2 separate regions of the Mus musculus genome follow, and region 1 is linked to region 2. Evidence: chromatin contacts called from public promoter capture Hi-C data. All regions are on one chromosome and are shown on one strand. Each heading gives the region's core, a stretch centred on a gene start, on an enhancer-like site or on the middle of the called end of the contact. The rest is flanking DNA. Distances are from core to core; before and after follow the strand shown. Region 1 holds the start of Rfx7 (regulatory factor X, 7). Region 2 holds the start of Fam81a (family with sequence similarity 81, member A).

Region 1 (5,646 bases), core at 2,932-5,431, 2.4 Mb after region 2:
AGTTACAAACTCTTTTCACAAAATCCCCGCCAAAACAACATGGTCAGGCCTGTCACAGCAATATCCCATGACCCTGGTACCAGCTGCTTAGCGTTATGATGATGATGATGATCATGATAATGAAACATCCTGACCAAAAGGAAGTTGGAAGGAAAGAGTTTTATTTGGCTTACACTTTCTACATTGTAGTCTACCACTGAAGGAAGTCAGAGTAGGGACCTGGAAGCAGAAGCTGAGGCAGAGGCCACAGAGGACGTTGCTTACTAGCGTGTTCTTCATGGCTTACTCAGTATGATTTGATGTTCTTGTTGTTTGTTTTTTGAGACAGGGTATCTCTGTGTTGCCTGGGATGTCCTGGAACTTGCTCTGTAAACCAGACTGGCCTCAAACTCACAGAGATCCACCTGCCTCTGCCTCTCAAGTGCTGGGGTTCAAGCTTTGTATCACCACCACCACCTGGCTCAGCCAGCTTTCTTATAAAATTGAGGATCATCAGCCCAGGGGTGTCACCACCCACAATGGGCTGGACCCGCTCCAATAAAGCACTAATTAAGAGAATGCAGCACAGGCTGGCCTACAGCCCAGTCTTCTAGAGGCATTTTCTCAGTTGAGATTCCCTCTTCTCAGATGACTATAGTTGATTCAAGTCAACATAAAGCTAGGCAGCACACCCAGGTTCTGTCTCCTATTCTTTTCAAGGATACCCAACTCAAAGGCCAGCCAAGAGGCCTTCTCTAGATCTAACTTTCACAGACCGATCTCTCTAATCTATCTCTACCATTAATAGACATTGTGGTGATTTAAACAAGACTATCCCCCTATAGGCTATAGTGTTTGAGGATTTAATCCTTAGTTGGTGAAACTGTTTGGGAAGTATTAGAACCTGTGACTTTGTTGGAAGAGGAGTGCCACACAGTGTGCCTCTCTGCCCTGTACTACAATTTGAGATATGAGTTCTCACCCATTCCTACTGCCATGCCTTCTCTCTGCCATCATGAACTCTAACCCTCTGAAATTATAAGCCCAATTAAATGTTTATTTTATGTTACCTTGGTCATAGTGTCTCATCATAGCAACAGAAAAGAAACAAAGATGAATACATTTTGGAATTCGTCTCAAATACTTCAATGTTAATCTTGCTCTACTTCACAAAATATAAACTACTTTGAGTTGGGTCTATGCCTTATTTATATTTTCTGCACCCAGTAATATTATGTGGTATTAATTTTCCTCATACTTTGTAAATTATGTGAGTTTTATCTCACTAATCCCTAGAGATAAATGTATAATGTATCATAATTCATACATACATGCATATATACATATATTATATGTAGTGTAAATATCTGGAAAGCTTTATAAGGGAAATGAAGTTTTCATACATAAGATTAATAGAAAGGGGGCTGGAGAGATGACTTAGTGGTTGAGAGCAGTGTCTGTTCTTCCAGAGGACCTGGGTTCAATTCCCAGAACCCACATGGAAGCTTACAACTGTCTGTAACTCCAGTTCCAGGGCACCTGACACCCTCACACAGACATACATGCAGGCAAAACACCCCAATGCACATAAAATAAAATAAGTAAAACTTTAAAAGAAAATACTAGAAAAAAGTTAATAACTGAATTTAAATGTTATTTACTAAACACCTACGAGCCATGAATTACGTCCCAGGACTGCTACCACACATTACTCTGCTTCAGAGGTATCCACAGCCACTTTGTCAATTCTCTTGTTAGACCACTGCAGTGGGTTACAAATCACTCTCCATGCTGTCTCTGACTGTAAAACCAGAGTTTTCCTTCCCAGCTCAATTGGCATTCCTCAGACTGTTTTTTTCCCCATTGTCATACACACCCTCGAGGGGAAGTTTACACTTTCCGTGACTGGGATCTGCTCATAACCAATGCTATCTTAAAAATTCATATTCACTAAAATGTTTTCTATTCACTCCCATGGGGGTGAACTGAAACTGAGAAAATGAGCCACCATGATTCTAAGTTGGCCTTTACTCTCTGGGTTTGCCCTGAATCCCTACCCAAGGTTTAAGGTAACTTTACCACTTTTTTTTTTTTCAAGTTTCTTTAAAGCATAGTTTATTTAAATTCAGTCTCCTATGAAAACTGTAACAAAGCCCAAATTTACCTCTCAGATGTTAAGTGTGAGCAATGATCTTTCTTTTCCTGAAAGGGTGTCTCATTCTGGCAAGAGGATGTCTTCAGTCTGTCGCTATATGAAAACCCTCTCATGGCTGGTTGAACCTAATGCTTCCAGATGTCTGCTCCAACTGCCATGCTGCCAGTCCCCAAGGCCCTAAGTCGCCGTAAACGCACTCTGTTCAGAATCGCCGCTAGAGGGCAAATCGGGGCTGTAACTCTGCTGAGCCCTCTAGCGGTGACTGTGGGATGCGTGGCTCTTTATGGAACCTATTAAAAACTGAAAAGTTGCACTCGGGAAGCCAGCCTGTGTGACACCGGTAGTGAAGTTATTTTAAAGACATCTCGGTTCTCAACTTCCTTTTCTTAAGGTCTTTAGCAGGTCCTAGTTACCTTTCTTTGTTGATTCTCCCCCTCCCCCCCCTCCCCGAATGTGGCAATGTGAGGCCATCACTCTTCGGGTTTAAAAAAAAAAAATTAGAAAAAGGGGTCTGGGCCACTTTTCCCATTGTCTTTTTATATCATCTTCCCCGTGAATACAGAATTATAAATATGCATTCTGGAACACAGTCTGGATCCTCAGGAGGAAACTGTATTTTGCAAGGGTGTCCTTGCCTCCACCCATCCAGGTGCAAACATTCAGAGTATGGGCTTCCAGTCTGTATGAACCAGGCCTGAGGCCACATGGACAAAGCAAGAGAGTTTCAGGCCAAGGCAGGGAACAGAGCACTCAAAAGACCACGCAATCCAAGCCAATCAGATTCACCACCCACTAGAAGTCTGAAAGGTGGCAGGGCCTCCTAGCTCAAAGTCCATCCAGGAAAGTGGCCAGAAAATCTGACAGGGCCAAGTCTGATAGAAACACTGTCAGAGAAGTTACGGGCTGGGAGGCTCATTACAGCCACAGGCACTGAGAAAGGTCAGTGCGAGCTGTGCAGCTGTTCCATCTGGTGCCAGAGGCTTTGGCTGCTGTCTTCTACACCCAGGCGCTTAGCCTTCCTGACCAGCCCCACCTAGAAAAGCTAATTCTTCTGCTCTTCTAAGAGGAATGATTTGTTGGAGGCAGGGAGTCTCACTCTCAGCCAGCAAAGCTGTCTATGAATGGGAAGGGGGCGAAATGGTGGGCAGTCTCTGGCTGGGGTGAGTTTAGATGGCTGCGAAGGAAGAGCTCTTGGCTGAAGCTCGCGCCTCCATGTTGTATTACATGTGTTCCTTTTGAGAAACAGGAGGGGCCTTGGCTGCCAGGGACCCTGACAAGCCGCGACTTGAGCTGTGTGTCTCCGAGCCTGGGCTGAATTGGGAGTGTAGAGCAGGGAGGGCACTCCTGGCATAGGGGGTGGGGTGGGGAACAGCATGGGCAAAGGCACCAAGGAAGAATGAATCTGCTGCGCGCTGAGGATGGCATGGAGACTTCACTGATTGGAGCTGGGAGTTCTTGCAGGGGGGATGGAGGCGGCTGTGATTGGACGGCTAAAGTGGGGCCAGATTTGGAGGGCTTTGAATGCCCGACCGAGGAGCACTTCCACCAGCTTGCCACTTGCCATTTTCCGACCAGACCGAGTAGGCTCGCTGCGCTAGCTCGTCGAAAAGCTCTCACCTGCTCCAGCTCAGTCCGGTGGCTGAGAGAGGAAGCAGTCCTGACTAGTAGAGGGGAAACGCTCGCGAGCGTGTAGTGGGGGCGGGAGGGCGTGTAGATTCGTTTCACCTTACACACTAGGAAGCGATCAATTCTCCCTTCCACGCCGCACGGTGGCACAGGTCCACTCCCTGCCGCCGTCACGCGAGCCCGCTCCCCGCCCCCAACACGCCCCCCCAACCCCCTCGGCCGCCGCAGCCACCCGACCGCTCCCTCGGGGCCCCCGCCGCGGCTTCCTGGGCCCGCGGCCCGTAGCCGCTCCGCTCCGCCCCGCGCGCTCCGCGCCCCCCTGCGGCCCCCGCGCCGCGCCCGCACACGCGCGTCCACGCCCCCCGGCCGCGCGGTAGGTGTTGTGCCGTCTGCGCCGGGCCGCAGTGCGGCTGCGCGCGCTGGGCTGCTCCGGGCTGGCAGGGCAGCAGTGGCCGCGGCGGCGGCGGGGCCGGGAGCGAGCGAGGGAGCGAGCGGCGTGGGGGAGCTCGGAGGCGCCAGGCCCCCGGGGGAGGGCGGCCGGGGAGGCAGGCCCCCCGAGAGACCCGTCGGGTTGGATTTTGGGGCCGAGGGGGCGCCCGACCACGGACCTCGTTCTTCAGACGCCCCCCAGCCCCGGCCGCTGACGGGGGGCTGAGGGGCGCCGCCATGCCTCTGCCGCGGTGACGCGCGGGGCCGTAAGGAGAACCGGGAGAGGAACCGTGACGAGAACCGCGAGGAGAACCGGGAGAGGAACCGTGACGAGAGCCGCGAGGAGCCGCGCGGTCTCCCCGGGGATGTCCCTCAGGCGGCCGGAGAAAGCGACTCACTCGAGCCCTGGGGTATAGGCCTAGCTTATCCAGCTTCCTTCCTTCCTCCTCTTCCTCCCCCTCCTCCTCCTCTTCCTCCCCTCCCCCTCCTCCTCCCCTCGTCGTCCTCCCCTCCGCGTCTCTTCCCTCACCCTTCCCCGCGCCCCCATCTTCCCTCCCTCCCCTCCAGCAGCGATGGCAGAGGAACAACAACAGCCGCCACCACAGCAGCTCGATGCCCCTCAGCAGCTTCCCCTCAGCGCCCCCAACCCCGGGGTGGCTCTGCCAGCCCTTGTGCCCGGGCTGCCAGGGACAGAGGCCAACGCTCTGCAACACAAGATCAAGAACTCCATCTGGTAAGAGGATCCTCCATCGCTGGGGTAGAACAGCCTAGGCACATTGCTGCTGCAAAGGGGATGGGGGGCGGCGGCGGCATCCGAAGGGGAGGCTAATGCATTCATTGAAGGTGGGTTTCCAGAGCCGGGTGCATGGCTGTGCCACCTCTGGACGGGGGAAGGTTGCACCCACCCCTGGTCTCCTTAGACACACACACACACACACACACACACACACACACACACACACACACACCATGCTTCCCTCTTCTCAATTGTAAGCAGATAAACAAGTTATTTGTGCATTTTTCCATATACAGTAAGGGAAATATGGGTCAAGATTAAGTCATTGCATGATAGTGGCATGAATTGGAAACTTGTAATGTAAAAAATGTGTTGACTCCTTTTGTAGTCATAGGAGGAGCAAGAAGTGTATTGTGAATTTTGACCAAACAAGACATTGCATTAATATGCAGCACAAAAACCTAACATGTCTTTTTCATTCAATTGGATTAGCTGCTTTTTCTGGATGGTTTTGCCTCCTTTATTCTCGCACTTAATTTCCCTTCTAGGGAATTTATTCTTTGTATTGACTGTAAAGGAAATGCTTCTTTTGCACAAAGTATTTTATTTTAACGTAGAAATTTACAAGGTAAAGTGAAATTTTTTTAAATGTAAAAAAGCTCTTGCTATTTTGTGTAATTATTAAAAAGAGTCTAGATGGAACACTAGTCCTGTATTTTCT
Region 2 (5,552 bases), core at 1,705-4,204:
TGATGTGGGAAGGTTCTTAAAGGTCAATTTTAGAGGTTGAAAGAAAATGCAGGCAGAGCCATAAGGGTCAAGGCAGAGCCATGGGGAGGGGTCAAAGGCGGAGCCACAGAGGTCAAAGCGGAGGCACTGCCAGTCCATTGAGTGGGAGAGCGGCAGCCTAAACCCAAAATCCCTAGCAAAGCTGGCAGAGCAGAGAATGAAGCCAGCTGCTCCTGAGTTCGTTGTTTATGACTTTTTCTGAGCCTCAAGTGAAGTAGTTTCCCTGCCTGAGTGAGCAACAGTCACCAGACAGGCTATTTTCTCCCCCTCCTCCCTCCTCTGTTTTTTTTCTAGACAAACAAACAAATAAACAAAAAAGAAATTAAAAAAAAAAAGTTGTGTGTGTGTCCCAGCACACACTGCCACTTAGAAGAGTCATTCTGTTCTTATACTGTGCTCAGATTCTGAACCTCTGGCTTGGGTTGTCCATCTTGGTGACAGGTGCCTTTCTCTGCTGAGCCATTTTGCTAACCTAAGCCTTGTTTTTTTGTTTGTTTGTTTGCTTGTTTTATAGAAAGGGTTTTGTTTGTTTGCTTGTTTTTGGATTTTTAAGGTCCTACAACACCCTAATGATTCCATCTTGATATTTGAGAGACTAAATAAACCCTGTCTTTTTCAAAATGTGCAGAGCAATTCTGAAGGGCCACCAGGTCTGGCAAGTACCAAACCAGGAACACAGGAATGAGGGTCTTGAGAAGACAGTATCACATTCTAAGAGTTAATACGTTGGAGGTGGCACTAAAGAATATGGGCAAGGTCATCCTGGTTCTCAGAAGAGGTGTTGTGAAGGAGGCTGTGCTCACACCCTGGCAGAGGGGAGAAGGGGGGTGGGGAGAGACAGGCTCGGAGACAGGAAATGAAAATACAGGAGTGGGCTGCAGGATACATGAGAGGAGACACGGTGGGTTAGCAGCCAGCACGGGTAGGAGAATGAGTCCTTTGCCAACGAAGGATCTAAGGTCCAGGACTTGTGGGTCTTTAAAGGGGTTGTAGGCTCACAGGCAGAATTCTTGAGCAATGAGGACTTTTGTATCTGTATGCTAATGCGATTTCTAATATGTAAACCATTAAAGATTTCTAAGCCCTCAGGTAGCTGAGCTGGCAAAAGCTTACTAACTGGAAACTTGGCTTCCCAGCTCACAGTTTTACAGAGAGAGTCAGATTTCCATGGATATCAAGAGTGTCCTTGGAACACAACGTCAGAGGCATCTCAACAGTCCAGTGATGGGAGTCATGGGGACCTGTTGTGGCCCCTTGGAGGAAAGGGAAGTTTATGGATGAAAAATGGCCTCTGTGTCATTTTTAGTTCCAGCCAGTGCTAAAATTAGAAAAAATACCACAGCCTGTAAGTCACCTCTACACACACACACACACACACACACACACACACACACACAAGCCAAGGTAGATACAATGTGCATTTCTTAATAAAGAACGTATTTACTCTCAGAAAGCTAATTCGTTAATTTTTTAATTACATTTATTCGTTTAGCTCCTGTGCCTTGTGTGGGTGTGGAGGTCAGAGAACAAGTTGTGGGGGTTGGATGATTCTCTCCTTTCACAATGTGGGTTCCAGAGATCAAACCCAGGTCCTCAAGTTTAATGGCAAAGACCTTTACCCCACCCCCACCCCCCACCGAGCCATCTTGCTAGCCCCCTAACCCCAAATCTCCAAAGAACAATGCAAATGTCTGGCCCTAGTTCTAAGTGATTCCCTCTGTAGATCCAAACCAGTTCAACATTATTTCTGTGAAATAACCTCTTAACAGCATACACAGACTTTAAGCTGAGTGCACGCATGCGCATGTCACACACACACACACACACACACACACACACACACACACACACACACAGCTTCTGCACATTGAAGAAATGACTCACTTAATTTGCCACTGCCTGCCACTACTGGGTTTTGATTTTACCTGTTCAGACACAAAGTTTCCTATCAGATCAACTACAGGAAAGAAGTATTTGGCAGCTTGGACCCTGATTGGGTTCAGGACTTAAGTGCACCGAAGGGATTTTAATCTATGCATTTTAAGGAGCCTTTCCGGACCCCAGACTGTTCCCTCCATAAAATGGTAACATTTCTTGCTACTTTGGGAGCCAGCTCATTGGAAACCCCTTGCGGAATAAATATGGTTAAGTCTTGCATCCCCAGAGGGTCCCTTCCTCAGCTCACAGTACCAGCAAAACAGCCTTGTGCTGCAACTGGAAAGAACCAGAGCCCTTCCTTTCAAAGGATGAAAACCAGAGAATCCGCGGGAGCAATGTGGCTAACCCACCCAAGGTCACTCAGCTCCAACTGTGAATGATAGACTTGCCCCTAGTCCTGGCAAACTCTGCACACCCTTGGCTCTCCTCAAACAGTCCCTCGGGGGCCTCTTCTGTCTGCTAGCTTGCAGCCCCCGCGAAGATGCAATGCCACTTGCGCTCTGCGCCTAACTTCAGCCCTGCGCGTCAGCATTCAGTTAACCCTCTCGCGTCCAGAGTGTCACGCGGGGCACACGAGGCTTCATCCCTCACCCCCTCTCCCCAGCACTATCCCATGCCTATCCATGGAGTGGTTGCTCCAAGGTCACATCGACGGTCCCTGCGGAAGCACCCGCCGCTTGAGTCTAGAGGATGCCCGGACATGTGGGGAGGGGAGACACCTCTGAAGACTCACCCGCGCGCGGATCTGGCGCGCCGAGGCTGCCCATGTCGTCGCCGGCGCTCTGGGTGCGGTGGCCGCGAGCGCGGGGCTTTGCGGGGCGAACCCGGCTGCGGGCCCGCGCTCCAATCAGCGCGCGCGCGGCCCGGCCCGGGGTTCGCGGCTCCCCCACCCTGGAAGGGCGCGAGCCGCCGCGCGCCTCCCAGAGCCTCTTCCGGGCGCGTTGCCTGGACGCGGTTGCCGTGGCAGCCCGAGCTGGAGGCTTTCCCCGCGCGCCCGCGCCCAGCCCGCCGGCGCCCCTCCTCCCACCGCGTTCCCACACTCAAAATAGCCTTTCCGCGGCGCCGCGGGTCCCCACCCAGTTCGCTGCAGGGAGTCAGCGGGCGGGGACTTGCTTACAAGAACCTCAGTCCCGTCGTAGGGCGCGTCGACTTGGAGGCAGAGGTAGGTGTAGGGAAGGATGCTTCAATGAGAGCCCAGCCTTCCAGGTCTCTATGTCATCAATCATTTTCCCGGGAATCCTAGCATCCCTTATGTACCAAGCCTGGTTCCCACAAAAATAGTTAACTGCTTTTCCCACCTCAAACTGGGGAGAAGTTAGGGGTGAGACCACAGTCCAGGAAACAGCTCCTTCCAGCGCCACACCTGCACAGGTGATGGAACCCTCCAGGCGACAAGTGTGTATGAGGGAATCACCAAGCCTCGCGCACAAGAGACAGGACCCCTGGGAAAATGCCCGTTTCTCCTCCCAGCCCTCTTCCTACCTTCTGCCTCGCTCCCAGGGAGTTCCAGCTTTGCTCTCCTTCCCATCAGTGCTGGATCCTCAGCAGGAATCACTCACAATTTTGCTTCCTCTCCGTAAGGTGGGGTTTAAGAAGAGTGGAGGATCCCACCTTTGCTCACCTCACTGCGTCTGGTTCATAGCTCTTACGTAGAGGCATGGGCTTACCCAGTGTAGGTGCTCCTGTCTGGCGGCTCTCCTCTGCCCCCAATTCAAAGGAAGCTAGGAAGAACGCAGGCTGTGCAGCCACTTGGGAAAGCTCTGGTCTTGGAATTCTCGATCCTGTAGTTATTTATGTGTCGTCTTGGGTGTTCTGTAATTAACTCGCCTGTAAAGTAATAACTCCCCAAAACACACACACACACACACACACACACACACACACACACACACACACACACACAGAGAGAGAGAGAGAGAGAGAGAGAGAGAGAGAGAGAGAGAGAGAGAAAGAGAGAGAGAGACTGCTAAGGTGAAATGGAGAAGATGAAGATGGAGAAGGCAGGGACTCTGCTCCCCTCCCGGCCATTGCAGCCTAACACATATTGATCAGATAGTTAGACGGGTATAAAAAAGACTGCTGACCAGAGGGCATGGCCTTAAGTCCTGTCTCACGGAGATCTCACCTAATAGTGTTCTTTAGTGTGTGATGGTTTATTTCTCTTTCTGTATCACTTGGTGCACAGCGTGTAAATACGGATGGGATCCAATCCCATGGCGAAAGGTTCTCTGAGAATTTCCACCATTTAAGATAAATTTGAGGGGGCGAGGAGATGGCTCAGTAGATAAGTGCTTGCCTTGCAAGTGTGAGGACCTGAATTTCATCCTCTCTGAATTTCATATATATATGTGTGTGTGTGTGCGTGTGCGTGTGCGTGTGCGTGTGTGTGTGTGTGTGTGTAGAGGGGGGAAGAGGGAGAGAGAGAGAGAGAGAGAGAGAGAGAGAGAGAGAACTCGTGTCGTGCACATATTCTCACACAGGCTCCCCACATGCACAAAATAAATAAACATGCCAGCCATGGGGATTTGGTGTTCACTTGTAATTCCAGAGCTGAGGAAGCAGAGACAGGCAGACAGATCAGGGCTCATAGGTCGTGCAGCCTTGCCTTCTTGATGAGTTCTAAGTCTGTCTTTAAAAGGTGGATCATGCCTAATGAATGATATTTGAGGCTGTCCTCTGACCTACACACACACACACACACACACACACACACACACACACACACACGCACGCACAAATGAAACATATTACTTGCCACAGTGTCTGGAAACACAGCTGTTACGATAAAGTGCCAGCTCTCCTCACAATGAGGCCAGAGTCAGGTTCCAAGGCTTTCTACCTGTTCCCATAGGCTGCCTTCTAGCGCAGGGTGTGCCTCTCACAACCAAGACAGTCAGTTCCTGTCCATTTTGTTTCCTTTTCCCTCCTTCTCCCTTCGCTCCCTCCCTATCCTGCTTCATCCTGCCACGGGCCAGGAGTCAAGGAGTCAAGGTCCTAAGAAGGGGTGGGAGTTGTCACTCTGGTGGCTGTCAAAGCATAACTTTATTACCACAAGTCCTCCTCACACTCTGGGGTAAGGCAGGGGAATACCTGGGAGGCGAGAGGGGTTTGCCGTAAGCGCACACACACCCCGACTTAATTTCTTTTTTTAAACAATCATGCTGATTAACATAAGACACCACATATTTAAAGATTCCTTTGCAAGGCCTGATGGCTCATACCTCTAAATCTAGCAGACAGTAGGTTGAGGTGGACTGGACGCCATTGTGATTTCCAGGTGAGCCTGGGTTACAGAGGGGACTCTGTCTTAAAGAAAACAAAAAAGTAAAAACAATTCACTTAATTTTTTTTTAAAAACTATGATACTAGTTCTAAAATTTCAAAAACGGTGTCAAATCAGGCCTGTGACTTCCTGCTTCTCCCCGCTCCCCCTTTTTTTCAGGCAATCTATTTTTAATCCTAATTTAAGCTCCTTACCCCTTTACACACCTGTCAGGTAAATTGCAGTCACGTACTCAATGTTCCAGAATTGTTTGTATTGTAACTCATTATAGAAAATGGCTTTTTTTCCCTTG

The links. Promoter capture Hi-C pulls out the DNA fragments that hold promoters and counts their contacts.
Region 1: a promoter capture Hi-C map of liver shows a contact between it and region 2, with 5 times the contacts expected there. The contact joins the promoter of Rfx7 here to the promoter of Fam81a in region 2. A contact is called at or near these places in 1 of 39 promoter capture datasets (liver) and 1 of 115 datasets of contacts at active chromatin or transcription factors (astrocytes).

Annotation. Positions count from the first base shown.
Region 1 is chr9:72,528,059-72,533,704 of GRCm38.p6, forward strand. Rfx7 (regulatory factor X, 7) reads left to right here and starts at 4,182. Exons shown (of 9, transcript NM_001033536.1): 1 at 4,182-4,922. The coding sequence starts at 4,762. It overlaps 4930509E16Rik (RIKEN cDNA 4930509E16 gene), which reads right to left and starts at 3,800. Exons shown (of 3, transcript NR_045735.1): 1 at 3,752-3,800.
Region 2 is chr9:70,138,603-70,144,154 of GRCm38.p6, forward strand. Fam81a (family with sequence similarity 81, member A) reads right to left here and starts at 2,955. Exons shown (of 9, transcript NM_029784.2): 1 at 2,711-2,955.